Regions from separate parts of the Mus musculus genome. Here regions 2, 3, 4, 5 and 6 are each linked to region 1. A link is a contact called in public HiCAR-type, HiChIP or PLAC-seq, Micro-C and promoter capture Hi-C data. All regions are on one chromosome and are shown on one strand. Each heading gives the region's core, a stretch centred on a gene start, on an enhancer-like site or on the middle of the called end of the contact. The rest is flanking DNA. Distances are from core to core; before and after follow the strand shown. Region 1 holds the start of Actn4 (actinin alpha 4). Region 2 holds the start of Eid2 (EP300 interacting inhibitor of differentiation 2). Region 3 holds the start of Timm50 (translocase of inner mitochondrial membrane 50). Region 4 holds the start of Med29 (mediator complex subunit 29). Region 5 holds the start of Sipa1l3 (signal-induced proliferation-associated 1 like 3). Region 6 holds the start of Samd4b (sterile alpha motif domain containing 4B).

Evidence for each region. Promoter capture Hi-C pulls out the DNA fragments that hold promoters and counts their contacts. Hi-C and Micro-C count contacts between places; a contact is called where the count stands out from the background. HiCAR-type assays count read pairs that join an accessible place to other places. HiChIP or PLAC-seq counts read pairs in DNA pulled down with a chosen protein or histone mark.
Region 2: a contact with region 1 is called in a FOXA1 HiChIP or PLAC-seq map of pancreatic cancer cells. The contact joins the promoter of Eid2 here to the promoter of Actn4 in region 1. A contact is called at or near these places in 2 of 39 promoter capture datasets (erythroid cells and pre-B cells), 1 of 115 datasets of contacts at active chromatin or transcription factors (pancreatic cancer cells) and 1 of 9 other capture datasets (adipose tissue).
Region 3: a promoter capture Hi-C map of pre-B cells shows a contact between it and region 1, with 2.0 times the contacts expected there. The contact joins the promoter of Timm50 here to the promoter of Actn4 in region 1. A contact is called at or near these places in 1 of 39 promoter capture datasets (pre-B cells), 3 of 115 datasets of contacts at active chromatin or transcription factors (bone marrow-derived macrophages, pancreatic cancer cells and pro-B cells) and 1 of 9 other capture datasets (liver).
Region 4: a contact with region 1 is called in a HiCAR-type map of astrocytes, with 2.4 times the contacts expected there. The contact joins the promoter of Med29 here to the promoter of Actn4 in region 1. A contact is called at or near these places in 1 of 39 promoter capture datasets (liver), 2 of 484 Hi-C or Micro-C datasets (cardiomyocytes and embryonic stem cells), 4 of 115 datasets of contacts at active chromatin or transcription factors (astrocytes, bone marrow-derived macrophages, effector CD8 T cells and 1 more) and 2 of 9 other capture datasets (adipose tissue and liver).
Region 5: an H3K27ac HiChIP or PLAC-seq map of the NIH/3T3 cell line shows a contact between it and region 1, with 4 times the contacts expected there. The contact joins the promoter of Sipa1l3 here to the promoter of Actn4 in region 1. A contact is called at or near these places in 2 of 39 promoter capture datasets (the HPC-7 cell line and pre-B cells), 1 of 484 Hi-C or Micro-C datasets (cortical neurons) and 6 of 115 datasets of contacts at active chromatin or transcription factors (the NIH/3T3 cell line, astrocytes, extraembryonic endoderm stem cells and 3 more).
Region 6: a Micro-C map of embryonic stem cells shows a contact between it and region 1, with 5 times the contacts expected there. The contact joins the promoter of Samd4b here to the promoter of Actn4 in region 1. A contact is called at or near these places in 5 of 39 promoter capture datasets (3T3-L1-derived adipocytes, cranial neural crest, erythroid cells and 2 more), 3 of 484 Hi-C or Micro-C datasets (CD4 T cells, cortical neurons and embryonic stem cells), 4 of 115 datasets of contacts at active chromatin or transcription factors (bone marrow-derived macrophages, differentiating embryonic stem cells, large pre-B cells and 1 more) and 2 of 9 other capture datasets (adipose tissue and liver).

What each region holds. Positions count from the first base shown.
Region 1 is chr7:28,960,711-28,963,710 of GRCm38.p6, forward strand. Actn4 (actinin alpha 4) reads right to left here and starts at 1,622. Exons shown (of 21, transcript NM_021895.3): 1 at 1,309-1,622. The coding sequence starts at 1,473.
Region 2 is chr7:28,266,364-28,269,363 of GRCm38.p6, forward strand. It overlaps Eid2 (EP300 interacting inhibitor of differentiation 2), which reads left to right and starts at 1,518. Exons shown (of 1, transcript NM_198425.2): 1 at 1,518-2,805. The coding sequence starts at 1,592. The coding sequence ends at 2,302.
Region 3 is chr7:28,310,617-28,313,616 of GRCm38.p6, forward strand. Timm50 (translocase of inner mitochondrial membrane 50) reads right to left here and starts at 1,430. Exons shown (of 11, transcript NM_025616.3): 1 at 1,309-1,430; 2 at 253-403. The coding sequence starts at 1,416. Gm51445 (a long non-coding RNA gene) reads left to right here. Exons shown (of 3, transcript XR_003946618.1): 1 at 1-144; 2 at 474-532; 3 at 1,469-2,157.
Region 4 is chr7:28,391,261-28,394,260 of GRCm38.p6, forward strand. Med29 (mediator complex subunit 29) reads right to left here and starts at 1,430. Exons shown (of 4, transcript NM_026042.3): 1 at 1,191-1,430. The coding sequence starts at 1,403. Paf1 (Paf1, RNA polymerase II complex component) reads left to right here and starts at 1,736. Exons shown (of 14, transcript NM_019458.3): 1 at 1,736-1,994; 2 at 2,409-2,438. The coding sequence starts at 1,948.
Region 5 is chr7:29,503,978-29,506,977 of GRCm38.p6, forward strand. It overlaps Sipa1l3 (signal-induced proliferation-associated 1 like 3), which reads right to left and starts at 1,483. Exons shown (of 23, transcript NM_001081028.1): 1 at 1,317-1,483.
Region 6 is chr7:28,434,631-28,437,630 of GRCm38.p6, forward strand. It overlaps Samd4b (sterile alpha motif domain containing 4B), which reads right to left and starts at 1,561. Exons shown (of 13, transcript NM_175021.3): 1 at 1,508-1,561. It also overlaps a transcript of Gmfg not described here.

The DNA.
Region 1 (3,000 bases), core at 372-2,871:
ACAGTGCCCATCAGTAAGTTACAAAAAAGTCTCAACCTCTAGAAAGCATGAAGTAGCTTCTAACTTCAATTTTAATTTCCCACTCTCCTCACACTCTTGCGAACCATCCCCCACATTCTCACCCACTCAACACACCCTTCTTTAGCTCTTTCTGCATACACTCACACCCTCTCTCCCATCACTCCTAGCTTCCCTCTCAACCACCCAACACATCTCCACTCCTGGCCTCCTACTCTGACCTCCACTCCATACTGTGGCTTCCCTTTAGCATCGCCCCCACACTCCTAAATACCATCAGGAAATACTATTTTAATACCCCTTCACCTACCCTCCCCATCAAAAGACACTACTCTCCCAGAACACTCATTTCTTCCTCACTCAATGAACCCCCAAGTCTTTTAATCAGGCATTCCTAATCAGACTTCCATTTTCCCAAACTAACCCCCTCCCATTATCCTCCATCCCTGCTCCTACTGTCTTCCACTATTCTCACTGTTGAACTATTTCCCCGTGAACCTGGAACCTTAACTGTTTCACTACCTCTCCCTTCTTCAAAGCACCCACACTCTTTTGGGTCTCCCCATCAATTCTAATTACGCCCCTATCCTTTTCTTTTTACAGCAAGGCGCCCTCAATAAATCTCACCCTCCTCACACAAACATCTTTTTTGTTCCTAGGCCCCTAACTTCTGTCCTGAACACCTACCTTCTCAGACCCCTAGTCCCATCAGACCATCTTAACACCTACTCACCACACACCCTAGCCCATGCAGGCCCCCCTCCCTGTCTCAGGATTCCACAATCCTCTCCTTAGTGCCCCCTTTTTACCTTTCCTGATTCTTCATCTCTTCTAGAACCACCCCCCAACACACACACACACACACACACACACACACTAAGGCTTCCTGCAATTCCAATCTCTTCTTCAGACTCTCTGCACTCCAGACTATCTCCTCCATACTAGGATTCCCAAACCAAATACTATCCAGGCTCACCAATTCCCTTCCTGGACCCCATTGCTTGCCTGGGCCCCATCAATGCTTCCTCTGATCCAACAATCTCGCCTTAAAACCTAGTTCCATTGCAACCTCCCGAATCATCATCTCGTTTGTCCCAGTTCCCCGTGTCTCCTACCTGGCCGCCACTTCCCCCCTCCCCCTCCAGATTCCCAATTGCTTCCTTAAGCTCTGTAATCCCTCTCCGGGACTGCAAACCCGTTCCCGAACCCGCCAATTGTCTCCCAGGACCCTCCTCCAGGCCTCCCCGCCACGCGCAGGACGCCACCCAGCCCGGGTCACGGGCCGCGCACCTTGCGCTGCTGCTTCTCCCAGGCCGGGTCCAACAGCAGGTCCCGGTCCCAGTCATCCTCCTGGGCCATGTAGTCGCCCATGCTTCCGCCGCCACCCGCGCCATTGCCGCCGCCGCTGTTCGGGCCGTACTGGTACGCCTGGTTCGCTGCGTGGTAGTCCACCATTCCGCCGCCTTTCGCTAGCCCGCCAGCCGGTCCGCTACCGCCTCAGCTCCCGCCCCTGTGCCGGAGGCTCCGACTCGGCCGCCGCTTCAGCTGCTTTCAGCCCGCCCAAGACTGACGCCTGCGCAGTTCACTTGCCGCGCCTGCGCACTGCGCTGCCGCCGCCGCCCTCCCGCGCGCGCGCACCTGAGGAGGCCCCGGGCTCTCGGCGCCGGCGCAGAACGCACCTCCGGCTGCCCGCCCAGCGTGGGAGCCCAGGCGCTTCTAGCGGGAACGCGCGCGTCACCCCGTGTGGGCGGGGCCCAAGTCATGAATGATTCATAAGGCGGGGCTCCTCATCCGGCTTTAACCTGTTTCGGGGTGGAATGTGTTCCCATTCAGCCATTCAGACATAATCAAGATTTATTTGGCTGCCTGCTATGTGTGAGACCGTGTTTTCTGCCTTGGCATTAAAGAAGTCAGGAAAAGTCCCCACCCTTTCGAAACTATATACTATAAACCTTGCACGATGGAACGTGGGATCTCTGTTCTCAGGCCGCAGAGACTGAACGACAGATAACATGTTGGAGCTTGGGTTACACAGGAAGACCAGTCTTAAATTAAATAAATAATCGAGCTTAAAACTGGGCATGGTGGGCCGGACAGTGTTGGCGCACGCCTTTCATCCCAGCACTTAGAGGCAGAAGCAGGTGGATTTCTGAGTTCGAGGCCAGCCTGGTCTACAGAGTGAGTTCCAAGACAGCCAGGGCTCCACAGAGAAACCCTGTCTCGAAACAAACAAGCAAACAAATAACTGGGCATGGTGACACATACCTTAGATCCCAACTGGAGGTGTGGACAGGAGGGTTCAAGGCCAGACTTACTTAGTACACAGCGAGTTTGAATCTAGTGTGGGCTACATGAGGACCCTGTCTTAAAAAAAGAAAAGAAAAGAAACTCTAGAATGGGCTGGATTTGTAAAGTCTTCTGGGAAAAGGGAAAAGGTAGATATTTAAAGAAACTCTTTCAAAGATACGTCGAGTTAGATTGGACTGGGATAGCTAGTTAGCAGGGAAGGCAAGGGGTCCTTTTGGACTTGTCTATCTTCATTCTCGCAGCAAATACTATGCACCTACTACATGCAGCCACTTTCCAACTACGGACAGCATGGTAAGCCAGGTCAGTTATCAAACGACTAACTTTGTAGGAGAGATGGGCAACAATAAGAATTATGGAAACCAGGCATGGTGGTGTATTAATCCCAGCACTCAGGAGGCAAAAGCAGGCAGAGCACTGAGTTTGAGGCCAGCCTGATAGACAGAGTGAGTTCTAGGATAGCCAGAAAAACCCAGTCTCAGAGGGGGAAGTGGGGGTAGGTAGAGGAGAAAAGAAACACACACGGAATAATAATAGTGCCTCATTGAAGGCCATCTGATAACCAGAGGGGCCATCTCCATCTTGAAAGGTGACTTCCTGCTTCCAGCTGCTCAGGAAACCTTAATCCTCCCTTATAGGGCTTCTTACAAAGAGGCAGCCAGCAGCCACCATTCC
Region 2 (3,000 bases), core at 268-2,767, 690 kb before region 1:
AAAGGGAAACCCCCGTGATAGGATGAGGTGTTTAATTTTGATTGGACAGGTTGATTTGGATAGGCAAAGGGAGCTTTTGATTGCTGGACTTCAGTGCTTTGATAGCTGGACCTTGATAGCCAGCTTCAGGAGGAGGATGTGATCTTACAGTTTTCTTAGCAAAGCATTGGGAACAGGAGAGAAGGGCAAGGCCTGCCAGAGCCGTGTTTGCCAAGCTCTGGACAGCTAGAGCCGCTTCGCTTTCCAAAAGTTGTGTTCACAACTCGGGGTCTGACTTGGGGAAAGAGTGATATTTAAAAGAATCCACAAAGGAAAGCAGATAATTGACTAAATGACATAAGTGACGGGAAGGACGTGGCTGCTAGTATACATCAAAATGTTGAGCAGTCACCAAAGGTCTCGAGTGCCCTGTGAGCAGCCGACTCACAGGACACGCCTGCTCTCCCTTACTGTCCCGTTCTTTTCTCAACATGTTCGCACGCACGAAGACTTCAGAGAACAACTTTTGGGTGTCATTTTTTTCCTTCCACCATGTGGGTTTCTGGGATTGAACACAAGTAGTCATCAGATTTTGGGGAAAGTGACTTTACCCACTGAGCCATCTTGTTGGCCTTTATGGTTCAGTTGTAAGTCTATCTATTTATGTTTTGCCTTTAATTGATAAATCATAGTAGAGTTAATAGGTTAGTATAGTTAATAATAACCTGTACTAGGTTAGTTAACTATCGAGGCATAGTGAGACATGCCTATCATCCTAGACTCAAGAAGCAGAGGCAGGAAGATCAGGAGTTCAAGGCCATCCTTAGCAGTCTGAGCTTCGTGAAACTGTTTCAAAAACACAACCAAGAGACCAGAGACCTGGCTGCAAGGTTAAGAGCACTGGCTACTCTGGTAAAGGTTTAATCACAGCACCCAGCAGGGTTTCCGTAACTCCAGTTCCAGAGGATCCAGCGCCCTCTTCTGGCTTCTGTTGGCATTGTATTATGTGGTACACATATAAACATGGAAGCAAACCATCATGCCCATAAAATAAAATACATACAAATAAAGAAAACTTTTTTTTGTTTTTGTTTTTTTTTTTGGTTTTTTTTTTTTTTTTTTTTGGTTTTTTCGAGACAGGGTTTCTCTGTATAGTCCTGGCTGTCCTGGAACTCACTCTGTAGTCCAGGCTGGCCTTGAACTCAGAAATCTGCCTGCCTCTGCCTCCCTAGTGCTGGGATTAAAGGCGCGCGCCACCACGCCCGGCAAGAAAACTTTAAAGACTAATTTTAAAACTAAAATTAAATTTAGAAACTTAAACCGATTGGTAGAAATGTGAAAGAGACCCCCCCCCTTCAACAGAAAGGATGCAACCGCTCTTCTGACTGCTAGGTAGCAATCTCAAGGCTCGCCAGCAAATGCCCGGAGGACACGCGTGCGCACTGCTCCTCGGCTTCGCCGTTGGAGCTACGCCTGCGCAGACGGCGAGACACGCGACCCCCTACCCGTGCGCATTGCGCTCGTGGACGCGCCCTCGCGTGCACGCCCCGCGCCTCACGGCCCCGTTCTTCCCGGGTCTCAGCGAGCAGCGGTGCTGACCCCGCGGTCCGACATGTCGCAGCTGCCCGCAGTCAGCAGCGCCCCGCAGACGGGAGCAGCGAGCCGCGACCGCCGGCTCCCGCAGGCCGAGGTAGGCGGCGGGCGGCGTGCGCTCCCGGGTCCGGCGCGACCTGGGGAGACCCGGGGACGCCCAATGGCGGCGGCCCGGGAAGGCCCCGCAGCCCCGGCGGCGGCTGCCAGGGGAGGCCGGGTGGCTGCAGCCCGGGAAGGCAGGGCGGCGGCGGCCCGAGGAGGCCCTGGGGCGGCGCCCCGGGGCGGCGCAGCGGCCCGCGAAGGCCCGGCGGCGGCGGCGGCGTCCAGGGAAGCCCGGATGGCAGAGGTGGCCCGGCTGCTGGGCGATCCGCTGGAGGAGGAGGCTCCGGAGGGCAGGCCCCGGTCCAGGGCGGGCGGCCTGGCGGCGATGCCGTACATGCGCTTCCGCCACCCCCTCAGCGTCTTGGGCATCAATTACCAGCAGTTCCTGCGCCACTACCTGGAGAACTACCCGATCGCCCCCGGCCGGATCCAGGAGCTGGAGGAGCGCCGGCGGCGCTTCGTGGAGGCCTGCCGAGCCAGGGAGGCAGCCTTCGACATAGAGTACCTGCGTAACCCCCAGAGGGTGGATTTTGACATTTTAACGTTTACCATAGCCCTGACTGCATCAGAGGTGATCAATCCTCTAATAGAAGAACTGGGTTGCGATAAGTTCATCCACAGAGAGTGAAGAGTCGGACTGCGGGGAGGGCACGGCACCAAGACCTCCGCATCCAAGTGAAACCCCATCCTGCAACTTGGTTTTAAGAAATCAAACGGATCTTGAGAGGCAGCGCTTCCTCAGAGGGAGGAAAAGCGTCAGAAAATTGGGGGTGGGGAGGGAAAGCATCGTAGACTCCTACCGTTTCTTGAGTTTATGATCAGTTGAAATTTCTTGTGTTATGGAAAAGGTCCATCCTCGTGGCTTCGTTAATAAGTAAAGGACGGTTTTGTAAAACTGTAAAGACTTAAAATTGCCAGTAGTAGAGCCCACGACGAAGAAGACTCGAAGAGAAAGCTGGTTTTAGGACGAGGTTTCTGTGGAGAACTTGACCTTGTCAGAGCAGGCAAAGTCTTCACGTCAGCGTCAACAAGCGTGTATAGTGTAAGAGGGATTTTGTGTCTCAGACATTGTGAATGGCGAACAACATAAATATTGTATATAGTATGTGATAAATCGTGTTTCCAAACATACCAATTTTCTGGGATTTTATTTTCCATTTTTCAAAAGTTTTTTTTTTCCGTCATTGCTTTGTAATTAATCTATTCCTAAGTCCCAAGACTATGAAGGATTGAGAGTCTTCTGTCCTTCTCTCCTTGTCCCCATGCCTCATGCAGCCTCTGAAGGCAGTTTCCGTCCTTGTTTCCTTTTTTATACACATTTTATTT
Region 3 (3,000 bases), core at 180-2,679, 650 kb before region 1:
CTTGTCCCAGGACTGAAACCAAGCACACTGGTCTAGCCCTACTCTTCCCACCATTCCCTTAGTTCCTGAATTCAGGTACAGGGAACAACTAGAGGATAGAACTTTTAAGTACAAGGGGTCGAAGAGGACTTCTTGAATTTCAAGGTGAGTATCCTAGTTGGAGGAGCCAGGTAATGAACTGAGTATGGGGAAAGAAAGGGGGGGTTCACAGTAGAAATCTGGGGGCCAACAGTCAAGGGTTATGTCTCTCACCAAAAATATAGACGATGCTGACAGTCCCACCAGCTCCGAGCAAACCGGCGATCCAGAGCGCAATTTTTTTGGCATAGCTGGGACCCTCGGAGCCTGGCTGGTGCTGTGGCCCCTGGGCCTTGGAGCCCCCACGGTTGGCAATTTCAGTGACCTGAGTGGAGGGGGATGGAGGAGAGGTCACACAGAGAGAAATAACAGAATACTTAAATTTGTCCAAGCAGCCTCAAGATCAAGAACCAGGAAGTGGACATCCAGAGCAGAAAACTGTGTCCCTGAAGGGGTGAGTTCAGAGGCTGCTCCCCTCAGACAGTCACAACTAAACTGTCTAGAGAATCACAGGGGTTCAAGAGCTGAAAGGGCAAATTGCTCAAGGTCTTGGAAGCAATAGCACTGCAGGGTCTGGAGCCAGGAAGAGTAGGGCAAGGAGAATAAGGGATGGGTGTGTGTGTGTGTGTGTGTGTGTGCGCGCGCGCGCTAGCACAGAGATGTCAAAACTAAAGGGACAGAGGGCACCCAAGGGACAGAACGAACAGTTAAGATATCCGGATACCCAGAGCCCAAGATGGAGGGGTTTGGAAGGGAAGGAAGCAAGAGCGAGGAGAGGCAATCTCCTGTCTGGGACTTTGGGAACGGAAAGTCATGGACTTGGAGGTCAGAATGGCTAGGCTGGAACGGACGGCAGGCTGGATCCTTCCTGTTCCTCTCGCTCAAGGAGGCGATTGAAATGTCACTGGGACAGACCCTGGGTCCCTAGCGCCCTGGGCCCCACCCCCGTCAAGTATCACCTGAATGGTCACCGAGATCAGAACAGGTGACCTCTCCCGGCACCCACGTGGTTGAGACCTGGGCTCCAGGGGATGCACTCCGGGCCTCCATAATCCAGCCCCGGGGGAGCAACTGTGGTCCACACAGGAAGCATGGAAACATCGAAAACGCGGGCTCCGTCCCATTCAGCACCCTGAGGTGCGGTCTCCCAGACCCGCCGGGGTTGCCACCAGACGCCCAAAACTTTAGAGAGAAGCCCCATATCGGGGCGCGCGTCCCGGCGCCGCTCACCTGCTCGGGAGTGCGGGGAGGTGGCGGCGCTAGCCGCGTGCACAGCCCCCGCGCGCCTACCCGGAGCCCGCTCCGCAAGCGCGAGAACAGAGCCGCCGAGGCCGCCATCTTGCGCTGACGCCACGCGGCCCCGCCCACTCGCTCCCTCTCTCCCGCCCAGGCGAGGACTACGACCAATGGGATCGCTGAGGTAGTGCGTGTGGACAGGAACCCGAGAGGGACAAAAAGAACTGGGCGGAGTACCTTTGGTGCGCTCCTAGTCGGTCTTTCCTCTGGCTGAGCGCGAAATTGGAATACTGTCATCTGGCACCACGCCCCCTGGGGCCCTAAGGACCGCCACCATCCAGTCGCTCGGACTTTGCCTTTCACCTCCCATCGTTAGAAATGGACAGAGGCCCAAAAAGTGAGCTGACCCAGCATCCCTCAGTTTTTCTCACGTGGACCAGGAGGCTGAACCAGTCTTCTTTCCCGTCTCCAGATCTCTTTTTACCCCTAACGCCGTGAGTTTGTAGAAAGGACTGGAGTATCTTTCCTTTGCCCAACCACTCATTTGGATCTACCACTCATCTGGATTCAACCAAAGGAACGTTCCGTGCTGACTTGTTTAGGCTTTAGAGTGATTAAGAAAGCAGTGAATTAGGGGTGCGGGAGCCACCATGAGTCTTGCCCAAGTTGTTTTCTATTTGTTTGTTTATTCATTCCTTTATTTGTTTAATCATTTATTATTCACTCGTTCATTCACTCATTTTAAATGTATGAGTGCACTGTCTGCAGGTACAATTGCATGCCAGAAGAGGGGATCATATCTCTTTATAGATTGAACTCAGACCCTCTGGAAGAACAGCCAGTACTCTTAACCGCTGAGCCATCTCTCCAGCCCCCACAAGTTGTTTTCAATGGGAAAAAAAAAGTCAGATTTTTACACTTAAACTTTAAAAATCCAAAGTACTGCAGGGCATTGGTGGCACATGCCTTTACTCCCAGCACTGGGGAGGCAGAGGCAGGCAGATTTCTGAGTTCGAGGCCAGCCTGGTCTACAGAGTGAGCTCCAGGACAGCCAGGGCTACACAGAGAAACCCTGTCTCCAAAAAAAGACACCCACCCACCCACCCAAAAAAATCCAAAGCACTAAGATAGTAAAACTACAAAGTTGGGCAAAGGAAAGCCACACAGAATTCAGAGCTGTTATTTCTGGAGTGGAATGAAATGGATTGGGGTGCTGCTTAAGTGTGCTCAGTCAGCCTCATGCCACAGGGCGTGGTCAGAAGACAACTTTCAAGAGTCGGCTCTCAGCTTCCACCGAGAGTCCAAGGAATCAAAGTTGAGTCATTTGAACTAGGCTGTTTTCCTCACATTAACTTGGGTGAAAATGCCCGTGGTCAAAACACTGCCTTGACATGGTAAGTCTTGTTTGCCTTATATTGATATAACTGTGTGGAGGGAACATAGGTATTCATGAAATATATCTTCATTTTTTAAAAATTAGGTTTTGGGGTTTTTTTGTTTTTTGTTTTTTTTTTTTGGTTTTGGTTTTGGTTTTTCGAGACAGGATTTCTCTGTATAGCCCTGGCTGTCCTGGAACTCACTTTGTAGACCAGGCTGGCCTTGAACTCAGAAATCTGCCTGCCTCTGCCTCCCAAGTGTTGGGATTAAAGGCGTACACCACCACGCCTGGCCTAAAAATTAGTTTTA
Region 4 (3,000 bases), core at 180-2,679, 570 kb before region 1:
ATCCTGATGCTAGAGACTAAAGCTCACTACCACCCCCATAGCAGTCTTCCCCCGCCTCCATCCCTCCCTCCTTCGTTCCTTTTTTTGTTTGTTTGTTTTTTGAGGCAGGGTTTTTCTGGGTAGCCCTGACTGTCCTGGAACTCACCTCAAACTCAGAAATCCGCCTGCCTCTGCCTCCCAGGTGCTGGGATTAAAGGCGTGTACCACCGCGCCCGGCCTTTCTAAAGGACTTTATTCTTATAAGAGTACACTGTAGCTGTCTTCAGACACACCAGAAGAGGGCATCAGATCTCATTACAGATGGTTATGAGCCACCATGTGGTTGCTGAGATTTGAACTCAGGACCACTAGGAAAAGCAGTTAGTGCTCTTAACTGCTGAGGCAACTCTCTAGCCCCCAATCTCCCTGTAATTTTTCAGTAACCTGCTCTCGTTTGGAATTACCACTAATAGCTTCCTGGACATACCCTTTATCTAGTCATCATGGACTGAAATGACACTTAGGCCGTACTTCTGCACGGAACTTAACCAGAACGGTTTCTCTTTTTACTCTTCTCCTCCTGCCTCCCCCACTTCCATCTAGTTTTTTGGGACAGGGTTTCTCTGTGTAGCCAAGGCTGTCTTGGAACTCAAAAGATTTACCTTCCTTTGCCTCCAGAAGGCAGGAATTAAAGGCTTGCACTACCATACACAGTTAAAATTGTCATTCATGCTGGGCATGGTAGCGCACGCCTTTAATCTCAGCACTTGGGAGGCACAGGCAGGCGGATTTCTGAGTTCGAGGCCAGCCTGGTCTACAGAGTGAGTTCCAGGACAGCCAGGGCTATACAAAGAAACCCTGTCTCGAAAAACAAAAAAAAACAAACAAACAAAAATTGTCATTCATCCTCATCTCCTTTCTCTCCACAGGGTTTCACTATGTAGACCCTGGTCGGCCTGGAACTCTATAGACCAGACTGGCCTCGAGCTCAGATCCGTCCCCCTCTGCTGTCCCAGCACGGGGATTAAGAACGCGCCACCACTACAGCTGACCGGAGCTTCACTTTGGTTAGACACAAACACAACACAGCTAGTCTGTCTTCTCTTCCCGACCTACGATCTCTCCTTCAACAAACAGCCCCTCGGCGCTCGTCCCCGGAGCCCGCCCGCCCGCCAGCCAGCCCCTCTTGCTCCCCGCGCAGGGCCCATCACCTGGAGACTCTCCTTCAGTTGCGGGATGAGCATCTTGTAGCGCTGCACAGGATCGAAGTCCTGCTGCTGCTGCTGCAGGAGCCCGCTCTGGGCAGAACCCACCAACTGGGTCGGTTGTGGCTGTTGCTGGGGACCCGGACCCCCGGCAGAACCCGGGCCTGACACACCAGACGCAGAGGAAACCGCTGCAGCCTGTGGCTGGGGCGCAGCCATTTTCCTCCGCTAGAACGCCGGAAATGCGTCATAAATGCGTCTGCTCCGGTAGCTCCTCAGCTTTTTCAGTTGGCTGACCTCCTAGTTAGCCATGCCTTACCGACAGATTAGCCAATGGGAGAAGAGGATATGCATTTTTCTCCGCCCTCCCAAATCCGAGGCCATGAGTGGAATATCTTTTCGCCAATCATAAGAGGAGTTCCCCCACGGCTCCGCCCCTTCACCCACAGCTCGCCAATCACTGTGAAGGACTGACCAAACTCTATTTCCCTGAAGGCCTTGCGGCCAGGAGCGACCTGTCTAGTCTTCTGCGTCTTGGTAGCAGTCGGAGCGGGAGCTGCAAGTCTGTGTCCGACGCTGTCTGTGCTCTTACTTCAGTCACACCCGAGCCCTTCTCGTCGGCCCACTTCATCCCCTTTCCCCGCGGAGCCCGGCGTCTACGGGAGCCTGTCCTTGGATCCGGCGTCTCTCAAAGTCGGTACGCCACTCAGCGTCCGCCTGCGGCCAGCGAGGACGCCTACCGCGCCGCCGTCGCCTGGTCGCGATGGCGCCCACCATCCAGACCCAGGCCCAGAGGGAAGATGGCCACAGGTAGGTCTCCTGTCACCTGCCGCTTCATTTTGTTTTGTGAGCTGCAAGCTGGGGACTAGGCCGAGGGGGGCTGCTTGCGACATCACTGATTCCCTCAGGTCGGCCCCCGAGGTCGCGCAGCGCTCACCCCCGATGAAGGGGCGGTCCCCCCTGGGCTCTGCGGTCGCTTCCTGGTCCCCTGCTATTCAATTTCGGAATTGCACCTTGCGGGAGGGAGTCAGACCTCAGTCTCCTTCAGTGAAGCTTCTGGATTGCTCTCCTCAGGGGATTGAGCATCTGGCTTCATGCTTTATCACCATCATCACCATCACTCCTTCAGAAATTCGGGGGCCGGCCTTTCCACTCACATGGCCAACTCTTGACATCTCTCTCTCTCTCTCTCTCTCTCTCTCTCTCTCTTCTCCCCGAAACCAGGCCCAATTCCCACCGGACCTTGCCTGAGAGGTAAGCTCCCAGCTCCGTTTTCCAGGAGGGGTGGAACACGAACAGGGGAGGCGGTTAGGGGGCCTTTTTTGTGCTTTGGAGAATCTCATAAAGTGGCCCAGACTGGTCTTTGTGCCCCAGTCTCATGGGTGCCGGGATTGCAGCCTTATGTGCCCAGCAGCACAGGCCTAGGGTTGTGTGTGTGTGTGTGTGTGTGTGTGTGTGTGTGTGTTTAAATTGTACACACCTTAGCTCTGAGTGGCAGTCTAAAGACATTTCCTTAGGCTGGACAGCAGGCACTTTCACCTGCTGAGGTATCTTGTCAGCTTGAGGCAGGGTTTGTTTGTATGTAAGTACACTGTAGCAGTCTTCAGACACCCCAGAAGAGGGCATCAGATTTCATTGCAGATGGTTGTGAGCCACCATGTGGTTGCTGGGATTTGAACTCAGGACCTTAACTGCTGAGCCATCTCTCCAGCCCGTTTGTTTTTTAAAGATTTATTATATGTGAGTACACTGTAGCTGTTTTCAGACACCCCAGAAGAGGGGGTCACATCTTGTTATGGATGGTTGTGAGCAACGA
Region 5 (3,000 bases), core at 233-2,732, 540 kb after region 1:
TAATTAAAACCTGCTCAGCGCACAGCAAGAGTTATTGCCTACTAAAGCAGAGGAGAGGATAAACCAAGGCTGGTCAGGTCACTCTTATCTCCCCTGCCTTCCTGCCACAGAAACCTGGAGCTATGTCACCTTTCCAATACATAGCAGGCACGCACAAATCCTCTCTTACTGAGATTACCCCACTATTCTCTAATTCGCTGGTACCACACTTTCTCTGTCATGCCATGTGCCCAAAATGCCCAAATGAGCCACTGTCAGCTTCCAGGCTGTGACGCCTGAAGGGATTGGGGGCCAGGAAGCCAGCAGCTTGAGGCTGACAGACCCCAAGAATGGCTGCATGACCACAGAGAGACCAGAGAGAGAGGTGACAGGTCACACCAACCACTGCCATGGCTTCCTGGAAACGCTGGTGGCACTCTAGTCAGTCCCAAGTGAGAACAGCTAGCCGTCCATCCACCAATGGGCCATCTAGTAGCATAAATTCATTCATGTCATAACTGAAGCTGCACCCCACCCCACCCCCGCTACAGGCTAGGCACTGTTCTAGAAGGACCAAGGCCTGGCCTGCGCTCCCAGGAAGCCAACAGTTGAGATGCAGGTGGAAGAAAAATCCAGCGAAGGAGGTGGCTCCAGGGTGACTGAGAGGAAGGCACCCTGGGTTGGGAACATCTGAGCAGAGACTTGAGGAGGGGGTGGCTTTGGAAGGCTAGTCCTGAGAACGGCTACGTGAGTGTGGGAAGGCAGGTGGACATGCCACCCCAACTACATCCACAGGCAGAGGACACAGCCAGGGAGAGGCCAGAGCAGGGAGCAAGGGGCCTGAGCTGCAGTCCACAGGCGCAGGGTCAGAGGAGCTGGGGCACTTGGCATGACAACTCAGTGGGTACTACCACTACTTCCTGTTTCCCCCAAAAGAGGAAACTGAGGCCCAGGAGGGTACAGGATTTACCAAGACCACACAGCATACATACTGGGCTGGGGCACCACAGCCCCTGGTAACAAAGTCTGCAGACAGCAGGGGCTCAGCTACAGTCATCTATTCTTTCCCTGGGAGTCCGTGGCCTCCATCTTCTCATTTGCTCAACACTGGGCCAACCTTTCTTCAGGTTAGGAACAGATAGGTAAACACTTCACAAGAGAAGAGGGGGTGAGAGAGAGAGAGAGGGAGAGAGAGGAAGGGAGGGAGGGAGGGAGGGAGCGAGGGAGGGGGAGAGAGAGAGAGAGAGAGAGAGAAGCTAGCTTTCCCTCAAAGAAGAATCAGATTATTAACTTTCTCTGGAAGGTGCTACCGAAGTGAGGAGACATCGCTCACCTACCAGGAGTCCCGGAACACAGCCGTGATCACACTCCAGGAAGGTGGCTACTAGGTTGGCCCCAGGTGTGGCTCCTGTCCCAGGTTTTCCCTAGGCAAGAGCCACCTGCCCCAGCTCCCTAGGCCGACCTGGGGTGGTGCCTCCTCCTGCGCTGTGGGTGTCTGGAATGCGGAAATAGGAACCAGCAGTGCCAGCTTCTAACGACTTATTCAGTGGCCTTCAGGCCACGCCAGCTTACCGGAGTTCCCCTGAGATGGCTGCTCTCTGCACACAGGCACATCCCCAAAGAGCCAGTTCTGCCAATATTCCCTTTGGGGAAGGGAAATAACAGGATTCCTTACTCATCAGACACGTGGTCTTGGGTCTGAATGAGTTTGGGAGAAAGCTCGGAGGTAACAAAGCCTGCCTGTTACAGGCCACCTGCTCGGTGCTGAGCCAGGGCTGGATCAGCGCCACAGCATCCCTGCCCTAAGCCCCGCAGCTTCATTCACAACCTTCCTACCCACAGGTGGGCCCCTCACCTCTGCAGACAGTGCCGGCTGCAGAGGCTGGAGGCTTAATGATTAAACCTTGTGGCAGACTCTTCCACCCAGCCTTGGAAGCACAGCTCTGGGAGGGTGCTGCTCTAAACACTACAGTCTCTCCAGGGCCTTTAAGTCGGAACTACGGTCACGCCTATTTTACAGATAGTGTTGAACAGAAGTCACAGGACGGAGGTCACATAGCAAGTGGGGGTTCAACCCAAGCAGTATATCTCAAGAGTCCAGCTTTTGACTGTTATGCGAATATGCCCTTGTGAAGAGTCTAGTGTCCACCCTGGGAGAGAAAGCCAGTGAGGTCATGGCTCTGGCCCATCAAACACTCAGTAACAGATGGAGCTCAATAGCTTATGACTATGATCTTCGAATTGGAAAAGTCAGACAGGATTTCAAGGTCATTCAAAGCTGCATAGTGAGTTCAGGGACCAACCTGAGCTACAGGAGGCTGTCACAAAACAAAAAAACAAACAGAAAAACAAAAACAACAACAACAACAACAACAAAACCCAAAGAACAACCAAAACAGTTCCATGACTCTCAGCTGTGTTATCACAGGCTGCTCACACCTGGGCCTTCAAAATGGAAAACACCTGGCTCACAGTTACAGCCTAAACTCCAGACTTAACCTCCAGACGTCTGATGGCAAAGTACAGACTCCCAGGTGTGATGCACCTGCCTGTACGCCCTGCATTTGGGAGACTGAGGCAAGAGGAACTGCTGCAATAAGGCCAGACTGGCTATCAGCATCAAACCCTGGCTCAGAAGAGCCAAATGAAGCCGGGCAGTGGTGGCACACACCTTTAATCCCAGCACTTGGGAGGCAGAGGCAGGAGGATTTCTGAGTTCGAGGCCAGCCTGGTCTACAGAGTGAGTTCCAGGATAGCCAGGACTGCACAGAGAAACCCTGTCTCGAAAAAACAAGCAAACAAACAAACACACACATACAAAAAAAAAAAAAAAAAAAAACCCCGAAGAGCCAAATTAAAACTCTTACTATCATCTTTATCAAACTGCGGTAAACCAGAACCAAGATGCTCTTGCCTGCAGGGAGCTCTCAGTCACCTGAGAACAATCTGGCAAAACAAAAGAAAACAACCAAAGGAAATTGCAACAAGCAGATTCCCGTGCCCTCAAGGGGCACTGGCTGT
Region 6 (3,000 bases), core at 311-2,810, 530 kb before region 1:
GGGCTGAGGGAAGAAGACTCCTAATGAAGACCTGAAAGCATTGGAGTAGGTTTTCCACAAAGAATTCTGGGTGTTCAGCTATACTGAAGAAAGATTAGGTAGGTATGCAAGGCTTTCTAAAGATGGTTCTAGAGAATTGGGGGTGGGGGAGATTCTGAGGAAGAGATAGCTAGAAAAGTCTTTTAATAAGAAAGTCTGAGAAAAAGAAAGAACTAAAGGCCATCTCAGGGTTACTAAGTTCTGTGATGCATGGGGGTCCTGAAAGCTGTAGCTTAGAGGGGTGTTTCAGTATTGTAAGGAAGAGTGTCAGAAAGTTTACCAAAGGCTAGAAAGGGAGTTTCAAATTTTCAGGTTATCCAAGAAAAGTTTGAGAAGAATAGAGGCTATGAGGAAACTTTTTTGGAGTCCGTACACTATTCTTAAAACATGTGGTGTGTGTTACTGGAAAGGATTTGGGATACAGAAGACAGGCTTTGGAAGAGGTTTTGGGAATATGAGAGGAACTCTGGAGATTTTCAAGATTAGAAGGTGTAGAGGCTGAGGAGAAAAGGGCTGGGGTACATGAGATTACCTCTAGAGCATTCCAAGCTGGGGAATATTTGTGTAACATGAGTTTGGAAATCTATAGAAGGGTCTAAGAAATATGAGAAGAGGACAGGGCGTATATAGGAGGTGGAAGCAAAGAGAGGAGAGGAGAGGGTCCTCTAGGTGAGTTTTGGCATCTAAGAGCACTTCCTGAGTATCTGAGGACGACTGTTCTGGGATATGCAAGCTCTTTAAGGATGATGTAGTGTTCACCAGGGACATCCTGAAGAATTTGGGGATAAGAGTGAAAATCTCTAAGACTTTTGGAATGGGGAGAGGTAGAAGGGTAAATTCTTGGGGGTATTTGAAGAAGTCTGAAGGAGAGATGACTTGAATATGTGATGCAGATGGGGGGGGGGTTAGATGCAGAGAGTATCTGGGGGCGGTTTAGGGGCTTTAAGGTTCTTCCTGGGGGAGATGCCTGGAATATCTGTGCTGTGAAGACAGATGACGAGTAGCCACCAAGGAATGTGTTGCGATTCAGGAGGAAGATGTGAGGAGAGAACCAAGGACCAAAGGGCGGGGATCCACAGGGAGCGTCCCCAGAGGAGGCAGTTGAAAGCTGAGGGTGGTCTCCGGGGAGGCCGCTGGAGTCGTGCGGGAGGACCAGGCAGATGTGTGCCGAGTCAGGACAGAAGTCCCCGGGCCCGGCCCCTCGGCTAGCCCCAGGGCGTGACGGTTTGGGAGGGAAACTGAGGAAGGGGCCCGGGTAGGGAGAAACGGGCTGAGTGCGGAACCCTAAGGGGTCCTCCAGGATCCTCCGGCCTCCCGAGGCCCGAGTCAGCCGCCCGCCGCAGCCCGCGGCGCGGGGTCCCTGAGGGGGCGGGGCCGGCCGCGCGGCCTGGGTCGCCCTGAGGGGAGCGCCGCGCGCCTCGACCGCCGCCGCCCCGCGCCCGCCGGCCCGGCCTTGCCCGAGACTCACCGCCTCGGCCTCCGCCGCCGCCGCCGCCACCCGCACCTCCTCGGGCAGCCGCCGCCACCCGCGCCGCTGCCGCCGCCGCCGCCGCCGCCGTCGCCCCCTCTCTGGCCCGAGAGCTCCCCTCCCTCCTCCCGCACCGACCACCGCCGCCGCCGCCGCCGCCGCCGTCGCGCTGCGTCACCGCGCCGTGCGTCACCGCCCCTGGCCCCGCCCCGGAGGGCCACTGTGCGCCAGCATTAGCTCACACCCTATTGACAGACGGTGAGCCCAGCCAACTGGCGGCGAGGGCAGACCGAAGGGTGGGAGGTGTGCGGCAAGAAAGGCGGGGTCTTGGCCTGGAGGGGAGCGACAGGGCTGGAAGGAGGCCTGAGAGGCCCGCCCCCTCCTCACTACGATTGGTCTGACGAGAAGGTGACGGACAGACGGACAGGCCCCGGGCGGAGAGCAGAGGGCCGGGAAGAGGAGGGGCGCGCGCCGCGTTGCCCCGGGCAACGGTCTGGCGAAGCCCGCGATTGGACCTACGGACCCGCAGGGGGCAGTCTCGCGCCGGTCTAACTCAGTAGCGGCGAACCCAGTCACAATTCCTCATTCTGGCGTTCAAGGACCCCCTCCTCTCCGCCCCTCGGTCACACCCCGCCCAGGGTTTGTGTCCGGTAGTACCATCGCCCTTTGGGATGACAATGCTGCCTCCTGGCTCCTGGTATCGATCGGCCGCGCCTCAAGTGACACCTCAAGATGAGCGAGGTCGACCCTTTAAGGGTGGAAAGAGATAAGACCCCACACATAAGAGGCTGTCAATAAATGGAGATTGCTTCCATCACTCTTGTCGTGATCTTAGTCCATCCACAAACTGTCCTGCGCTGGGGTGAACTGACTGGAAAGGGGCCGGCTCTCCAGAAGGGTGACAGCAACGTGGCTTGTTCCGAGAACTCCAAGAAATACAGTCAGGGTGGAGTGTCGAATTTACGACAGGGAGTGGTAGGAAATGAGCTGCGGCTAGATGTTTGGCCACTGGAGGGAGTATGCACTTGTGCTAAAGGCACAGCGACTAGAGTGACGGGGCCAGTAAGGTCTTGGGGACTTGGGAGTTTGGAAGGGACGCCTCTAGCTTACATAGGGAAGTGGGGTGAGAAGGAATGAGACACAGAAGAGAGAACCCAGGGAGCTACCTGGGGAGTTGGGGCGGGGTTGCATCTGGAAGGGACCTTGGGGAGGGAGGAGGTGCGAAGTAGGCGGGACACTCAGGTGGCCCATTGAACTAGCCTTTTGCCACTGGCTGGCCACAGGGCGGAAGAGAAAAGTCCAGGACAAAGCCCTCTGGGAGATTGGGTCCCAGAGGAGAAGCTCAATGTGGGACAGCCAACACTGAGGTCAAGACCATTGCCCCACCTCGGGCACAAATTGAGGCTGGAGACCAGGATTTAAGGATCATTAGAGATGGTAATTGAGGTTGTGGGAGTTTGTGACCAATCCCAAGGAGGGTATGAGGGGTGAAT